Regions from separate parts of the Bos taurus genome. Here region 2 is linked to region 1. The links are chromatin contacts, called in public Hi-C maps. All regions are on one chromosome and are shown on one strand. The core of a region is the stretch at or near the end of the contact, and the rest is flanking DNA. Distances in the headings are between cores, read along the strand shown.

Region 1 (4,293 bases), core at 573-3,072:
TTTTTGTGTCATGCCTTGCTGTCATTGAGTTCCCATCTGTCCCCTCAAGGGACAGTGAGATGAGAATATGAGGAGAAGGGATGCAGATTCTGCTTTGTGGGTTCCACGGAGACCTAAGAAGGGGGCAGCATTGGAGCTTGCTCTGCTGGGGCTGTGCTCAAGATTGCAGAGGCACGTCCTCCCAGCGCTGGAGCAGAGTTCTCTGTGTCCGCTCAGGGCCCAGTTGCCAGCCCCTCAGCTCTTCAGGTTAAAGCCAGCCTAAAAGCATTATCAATTTCAGCCCTTCATAAACCATTATATTCTTCAACCATAAGGGTTGCGCCAACATAAAAGCATGAAAGAAGGCATGCTCTCAGTCTTGGACTCAATCTCTGTGACATTTATCTATGGAAGCTTCAGGCAGCAGTGTGCAAAGGCAGGCAGTTGCCTTCCTGGACCACAGCTCCCATCACAGGACAAGACCTTCTTATGCAGAGGTCCTCCCAAACATCACTGTCTGTACTGAGCCTAGTGTCCTGGTCTTCCTTAAACTGGTCATAGTTACCATCACGGCCTTGGAAAACAAGTTTCTTAAGTCACCTACATTGCCTTCTGGGAGATCAGTATTTCCTTTACTTAGGTCCAGAATTGAAAGGACTCATGCTTAAGAACAAACATAGCACTTTGTCTGTCTGCTTCTTCCAGGGTGATGTGGCCTTAACCATGGTGCTGTTGAATTTTGGGATCTCTACAGCCAGCTATCTTTGACTTTGCAGTTCAGCGTGCATGGGTTTAATGATACATTTTCTAGGTTGTCTCCCTCAGAACCTGGTTTATTGTGGTCCTGCCTGCACTAAACACAAATAAGTAATGAGGGCTGCCCAGCTAGGTTTCTATGCATCCTTTTTCCTTCCTTCTTCCTCACTGCCGCTTTGGAAATACTTGTACACCCTGTAATGTTTGTGCACCAAAAGGAAAGTAACTTTTGAAGGTGAAAGTTCTCAGACTAATCCAAGACCAGGTAGAAACCTTACATGTTTTTCCAACCACCATCCAGCCCAGAAGTCTTTTCACAAGCATGTCTGAATTCTGAATGTGTCCGTGTCATCATGTTTTCAGACTTCTGCTTTTTACTGCTTCTCTCAGGGCTTGAGCTTGAGTTTCAGATTTCAACCCTGCAGAAACTGTGGTGGGCGTTAGACCTAGAAAAAGCTCAATTTTAGGAACTGGGAGGATCTACTTCCTCCCCTTCCTCATGTCCAGGTTACTGAGTGCCACACACAGCCACTCACTTCTTATTGATGATTTACTTCTGATAAATAATGCCTCCAAAGAAGCAGAGAGGCTTCCCCGCGGGTGTTCGTTCCTGGCTTTGTGGTTAACATCATATGCTCTTAGTCCATGAAAACCAAGAAACTGGTGAGTTAGGATGTCCAGATGCATGGTCAGTACACACAGCTCTTCCTTTGAGCCATAAACTCCCTGGGCCTTGGTTCCATCTGCAGCATCCAGAGCCACAGTGCCTGGCAGGCTGGCCTGCGCTTGGCAGTGCTCAAGTAAGTGCTGACTGTGAGGCAGGATGGCATCCTTGTTGCCTAACTGGGGGCCATAACACAGACCCTCGCTGAAGGACTTGCAGGTTCAGGAGGCTTTAAATGACTCAAAGGATGAGGGCTCTGAACTCCAGGAGAAAGAAAACAGACCAGGGAGCACCCTGTCCCCTTTGTCGTGGTGGCAGGACAGAGTGCAAAGGCAGAGGCCAGACTGCCTGCAAAATCTGGGGTCCCTGAGTAACCCTGTGAAACCCAGGATCAAAAGCGACCTCTCTCTCCTGTAAACTTGTGCAAGACTCTCTTGGCTCCAGGCCCACCATCCTGGTGCTTCCAGCAGCTCCAGAGAACCTTGGTGGCCCTTTGGCAGGTTGGTCAGTTGGTTACTGACAGCAAGGCCATGATCCCTTGGCCCCACAACCTTTCTATGAATTCTAGTGTTGGGTTCACTTTCTGAATCCTGTGGTTCATTTATGAACAGGTAGTTTCTGGTGCCAAGAATACACAGAAGAACTACACAAAAAAGATCTTCATGACCCAGATAATCATGATGGTGTGACCACTCACCTAGAGCCAGACAGCCTGGAATGCAAAGCAAAGTGGGCCTTAGGAAGCATCACTATGAATAAAGATAGTAGAGGTGAGAGAATTCCAGTTGAGCTATTTCAAATTCTAAAAGATGACGCTGTGAAAATGCTGCACTCAATATGCCAGCAAATTTGGAAGACTCAGCAGTGGCCACAGGACTGGAAAAGGTCAGTTTTCATTCCAATCCCAAAAAAAGGCAATGCCAAAGAATGCTCAAATTACCACACAACTGCACTCAACTCACATGCTAGCAAAGTAATGCCTAAAATTCTCAAGCGAGGCTTCAAAAGTATGTGAACCATGAACTTCCACATGTTCAAGCTGGATTTAGAAAAGGCAGAGGAACCACAGATCAAATTGCCAACATCTGTTGGATCATCAAAAAAGCAAGAGTTCCGGAAAAAACACCTACTTCTGCTTTATTGACTATGCCACAGCCTTTGACTGTGTGGATCACAACAAACTGTGAAAAAGTCTTCAAGAGATGGGAATACCAGACCATCTTATCTGCCTCCTAAGAAATCTGTATGAAGGTCAATAAGCAACAGTTAGAACCGGACATGGAACAACAGCCTGGTTCCAAATCGGGAAAGGAGTACGTCAAGGCTATATATTGTCACCCTGCTTATTTAACTTATATGCAGAGTACATCATGAGAAACACTGGACTGGAAGAAGCACAAGCTGTAATCAAGATTGCCGGGAGAAATATCAATAGCCTCAGATGTGCAGATGACACCACCCTTATGGCAGAAAGCAAAGACTAAAGAGCCTCTTAATGAATGTGAAAGAGGAGAGTGAAAAGCTGGCTTAAAACTCAACATTCAAAAAATGAAGATCATGGCATCTGGTCCCATCACTTCATGGCAAATAGATGGGGAAATAATGGAAACAGTGAGAGACTTTATTTTGGGGGGCTCCAAAATCACTGCAGATGGTGATTGCAGCCGTGAAATTAAAAGACGCTTACTCCTTGAAAGAAAAGCTATGACCAACCTAGACACCATAATAAGAAACAGACACATTACTTTGTTGACAAAGGTCCGTCTATTCAAAGCTATAGTTTTTTCAGTAGTCGTGTATGGATGTGAGAGTTGGACTATAAAGAAAGCTGAGCACCAAAGAATTGATGCTTTTGAAATGTGGTGTTGGAAAAGACTCTTGAGAGTCCCATGGACAGCAAAGAGATTCAACCAGTCCATCCCAAAGGAAATCAGACCTGAATATTTTTTGGAAGGACTGATGCTAAAGCTGAAACTCCAATACTTTGGCCACTTGATGCAAAGAACTGACTCATTGGAAAACATCCTGATGCTGGGCAAGATGGAAGGCAGGAGGAAAAGGGGATGACAGAGGATGAGACTGTTGGATGGCATCACGAACTCAATGGACATGAGTTTGAGTAAGCTCCAGGAGTTGGTGATGGACAGGGAAGCCTGGTGTGCTGCAGTCCATGGGATTGCAAAGAGTTGGACCGACTGTTTGGTTGTTTAACCCAGGGTCAAAATACCACATGCTCAATGGACAACTGACCAACTGAACTAAACTGAACTGAGTTTCTGGGCTTTAGTTGAAAGTTTTCCTTTAGTCTTGAATCCTCAGTTCTAGGAGGTGGCCCATTCCCCGATTTCTTCTACCTTCTACCGAGAACAAATTATTAACCCCACAAGCCATCTGCCAAAAGGAACCCAGAGGGTGGGCAGAGGTCTTGGGAGAAACAGTGGGCCAGAAATTTGGGGGGTGTTTGGGGAAGACTGTGGAGGTGCAGGGCTGTCCGGGGCAGGAGTTGAGGTGTTCTCTGCAGACAGACTGCAGTGGGGGAGGCTGTGGGGTTTGAGCAGACCTTGATAGTTTAGAGTGGTGGATACGGCTAGAGGCGGTAGTAGATGGATTGTTGGTCGCAGTGGCTTGACTCTTTTCAGCACACAAACATTTCTTGAGTGCCTGCTGCACGCTAGGCACAGTGCTGAGCTTCAGAGGTGGTTACATGAGGCCTAGCACTGGAGATGCCTGCAGTCCAGCTTCTGGAAGGCCACACTGCCTCCTGGGGCAGAGGAGATGGAGACGACCCTTGGGCTGACTTAGCGCAGCACGGAATCCACAGGCGATTTCCTTAAAAGGGAGTTGAGCCCGACAGTGCCTGAAAAAGTGCTCACCCCCACTCAGCTTGCACAAGG
Region 2 (3,748 bases), core at 380-2,879, 430 kb before region 1:
GTGGTGGGGGGAATCAGAGAAATGTTTATTCTCCGGGTGGGCTAGGACTCTGGTGAGGTCTCTCCCTTGGTGAGCAAACGTTTGTTGTGAAGTTTCCTGAGTGTCCATCAGGCCAGTGTTCACACCCTCCTCCTGCCAGAGCCACCAGGGGTCTCTCCCTGTGAAAAGGGGTCCCTGAAAGGACCCCTCAGAACACGTGAGCGGTTCCTAAGACTGTGGCTCTCCCTCCCAGGCTGGGCCACACACAGAGCTTGGCCGCTTGTCTAAAGGACCATTTAAGTGTTCCTCTAGTTTGTGGCTCCAGTAGCTTCTGCCCTAAGTGCACCGATTTCAGCTCTGATTCTAGATCTGTCTCTTTCTCCAGATTCTATGGTGGAGGTTTGCCCTATATATCCATTTACTGATGGGTCCTAGATACGCCCTTGATGAGTTTGTTCAGCTTTTTCTTCTTGTAGGGACTGGAGTGATTATGATTACTTCAAGTTCTCTTTTATGTTGGAGCTGAAACCAGAAGAAGTCTGTTCATTGTTTTTATCATTTTTCACTTACATTGTGAACGCAGTCCCTAGGCCTGAGCAGCGTTTGCCCTCTTGGGTTCAGCGGCCTGTGTCTCCCTCACGGCACCCCGCGGATTCTCAGCGGGGCCTGTGTCTGGTTGCTGTTGCGTCAGCTGCGTCCTGTGGCGGGGAGAGCAGACAGTGGGCTCTTGCCCTAGCATCTGACTTACCTGATGCGCTTGGGCAGGCCGCCTGGCCTCCCACCCTCCCCACGGATCTGTGGCCTCCTCTGAAAATTGGGGGAATCAGAGTCTGTGGGGTCCCTCCTTTTAAAAATTCTTGCCAATAACCACTCTTAAAGGGAATGATATCCTGCTGCTTGTGGTTTTATTTTGTTTTTGGATTCATACAGAACAGTGTGGACTCTTGGGGGCCCTCAAGACATGAGATCAAAACTAATTTCATAACAGTACTAAGATATTATTGGCTTCTTTGACTGCACTGATGTGTAAGAGCGGTGGTGGCTGAAACAGTAGGCACCTGAGCGTTCATGAAGGCAGTGGCCCCAGAGGCTGCTAGCAGTCGTGTTCTTCACCACAGGCAGCCTGAGGAGAGTGTTCCAGATCCATTTAGGAATGTCTTTGATTTAATTTTAATAAATCCTATCCATTTGAGGATGTACCTTTTTTAATATTCTATGGGATGGAAATTGAAAGTGTTCTTACTCTGTAACAAAGTGGGATTGAATTAAGGGAAAGTACGTCTGTGATTTGTTTGATCTGGACCAGCAACTTTTTTTTGATGGAATACCGTATTTACCTAAAATATGAGATGGACAGCCAAGCTGGTTAGGCTTTGGTATTTGGTAGACGTTTTCTTGAAAATGAATAAAGTTCACTTGTCACCTTAAGGAGAACAACTGAAAGTATTTATGATGAGCAACAAATTTTGAGCTTTCAAGTGAAAGTTAGAATTTTGAAAAGCTTATATTTGCCAGTAGGACACTGACAGTTTACCAATATGTACAAACTTTTCAAAATCAGTAGAGCTATTAACAAAAGTCATTTTTTGCTATCATGCAGTGAATTGGGTCACCATTGGAAAGATCTGCGTAACTCAGGTAATCAGTGTTTTCCAAACGACTAGTGCATGGTGTTACACAATCATGCATTGGGTAAAAGATCCCTTCAAAGGGCGAAACAGACCAGTGGATTTTAATATGAAAGGGTATAAAAAAGTTCACTGGTTTGGTGTCAGATTCCATTTTGCATCTAACCTTCAAAAAACACATCTTGTTGAGTTTTGGTGTAGTATCAAAGAACCATGATTTATCTGTAAAGGCCATTAAGTATTCCTTCCTTTTCCTACTACCAGTGTGTCTGGATTTTCTTCATTTACTTCAATCAAGACAGCATATTATTTACAACAGATGGTATGCAGAAGCAGGTCTCTGATTCCAGCTGTCTTCTCTGAAGCCCTACCTAAGAGATAATTTGCAAAGATGTAAAACAGCACCACTCTTTTCATGAAATCTTTCTTGTTTTGGAAAGCAGCTTTTTTTTTTTTTTTTCCATAAAAATTTATTTCAACAGATAATGAATTTTATCACTCTTATTTTAAGAAATCAGTATTTTAAAAATTTCTAGATTTGGTAAATACAGATAGATACAACACACGTAATGGAGAAGGAAATGGCAACCAATTCCAGAGTCCTTGCCTGGTGGGCGACAGCCCATGGAGTTGCAAAGAGCCAGACACAACTTAGCAGTTCAACAACAACACACATAAATGAAAATTCTTTGTGGTCATCCAACTTTAAGAGTGCACAGAGGTCCTCAAACTAAAAAAGTTGAGATCTAGCAACGTTCAATTTCTACATTCAAAATTTTAAGGACACCCTGGTAACCTAGTGTTTCAGGATTTAATGATCTTCTAGCATATTTCCAGTTGCAGTTACAATCTGTGAATAAGATGGAATGTTTTAAATTACTGCTTGGTCGATGCCAGCATACTTATTAGGATCTGTAGAGAGAGATCAGTGATCATTCCATCAGATGCTCTGGGGGTAAAACAGGTTCATTATTTGTCAGTTTAAAAGACTAGTACCCTGAATTGTAGATAGCAGTTTCAGTGATTCACCATGCACAGAAGCATATCAAAGGTGCCAAGGAGTCCTTGAGTAAGTTAACCACTTAACTGGTTTTTAAACACCTTGTTTACCTATCTATTTATTTTACATAGCATGGCAGGTTCTTGCATAAATTATTCTTAAGGCAGAGAATATGCCAGTTGGATTTGTGTTTAATATTCAGAAGAGTCAAAGGTAATGTAATGATCTGTGTTTCTAGTAATTGCTGTTCCAGTACTTGAAGCAGCCACTCAATATGCTTTAGTGGTTTGTAAAAGGTAGTGCTGGGTTGTATTTTGATTTGTATGTTTTAAAGAATTAATAAAAGGAATTATTTATTTAAATTTTAAATAATTTTAATGTATTTGATAATTTAAGTACTTCATAATTTTAAAATATTTTTATTTAAATAAGAATAATGATTACACTGATCGGAAGGAATTTGAAAAATAAAGGGCTCATGTTTCTGAGAGAAAAACAATTAGGTAAATGGGAATGAGTTGGATAAATTGTTTTGCAATGACAATCTGTCAAGTACTTCTTTAAGTAATTTGAATTTACTTTTTAAAGGAATTCTAAGAAAGTGAAATTTAGGCCGTGACTTTCTCAGCTAAGTCCAGTACAGCAACAGGTGTGTAAGCAGGCTCTCATGACAGCTCCTCTGCACCGGGGGCCCTTACTCCTGTGTTCCTTTCAGATGCTTCTGTTACCAATTTCTTTGACTTTTTTTGTTGTTGTTTTTTTAGTACGACTTACCAAAATAGTGATAACTTAGTATAGCTCTTTGGAGAAATAATTTATGTAACACATTGTAACTAAGATTATTTTTGATTATTGATTTTTCTTCTAATTGGGGATTTTGCTGCACTTCTGCATTGTAGTCTTCCTAGGTTATTTTAGTTCAGTTCAGTCGCTCAGCCGTGTCCAACTCTTTGCGACCCCATGTATCGCAGCATGCCAGGCCTCCCTGTCTGTCACCAACTCCCGGAGTTCACTCAGACTCACGTCCATCGAGTCAGTAGTGCCATCCAGCTATCTCATCCTCTGTCATCCCCTTCTCCTCCTGCCCCCAATCCCTCCCAGCATCAGAGTCTTTTCCAACGAGTCAGCTCTTCGCATGAGG

The links. A called contact is a pair of places that touch in the nucleus more often than the background predicts.
Region 2: a Hi-C map of liver shows a contact between it and region 1, with 6 times the contacts expected there. The contact joins two enhancer-like sites. A contact is called at or near these places in 2 of 11 Hi-C or Micro-C datasets (both in liver).

Annotation. Positions count from the first base shown.
Region 1 is chr21:5,543,595-5,547,887 of ARS-UCD2.0, reverse strand. All of the region lies in intron 5 of LRRK1 (leucine rich repeat kinase 1), which reads left to right. Among named protein-coding and RNA genes, the nearest start is that of MIR2362, 41 kb to the right of the region's middle. Within about 2 kb of position 1,822, at least 1 of the 102 cell types and tissues checked has an H3K27ac peak or open chromatin away from gene starts, as enhancers often do. A contact at or near this core is called in liver, where this site is marked.
Region 2 is chr21:5,977,377-5,981,124 of ARS-UCD2.0, reverse strand. All of the region lies in intron 5 of ASB7 (ankyrin repeat and SOCS box containing 7), which reads left to right. Among named protein-coding and RNA genes, the nearest start is that of ASB7, 44 kb to the left of the region's middle. Within about 2 kb of position 1,629, at least 1 of the 102 cell types and tissues checked has an H3K27ac peak or open chromatin away from gene starts, as enhancers often do. A contact at or near this core is called in liver, where this site is marked.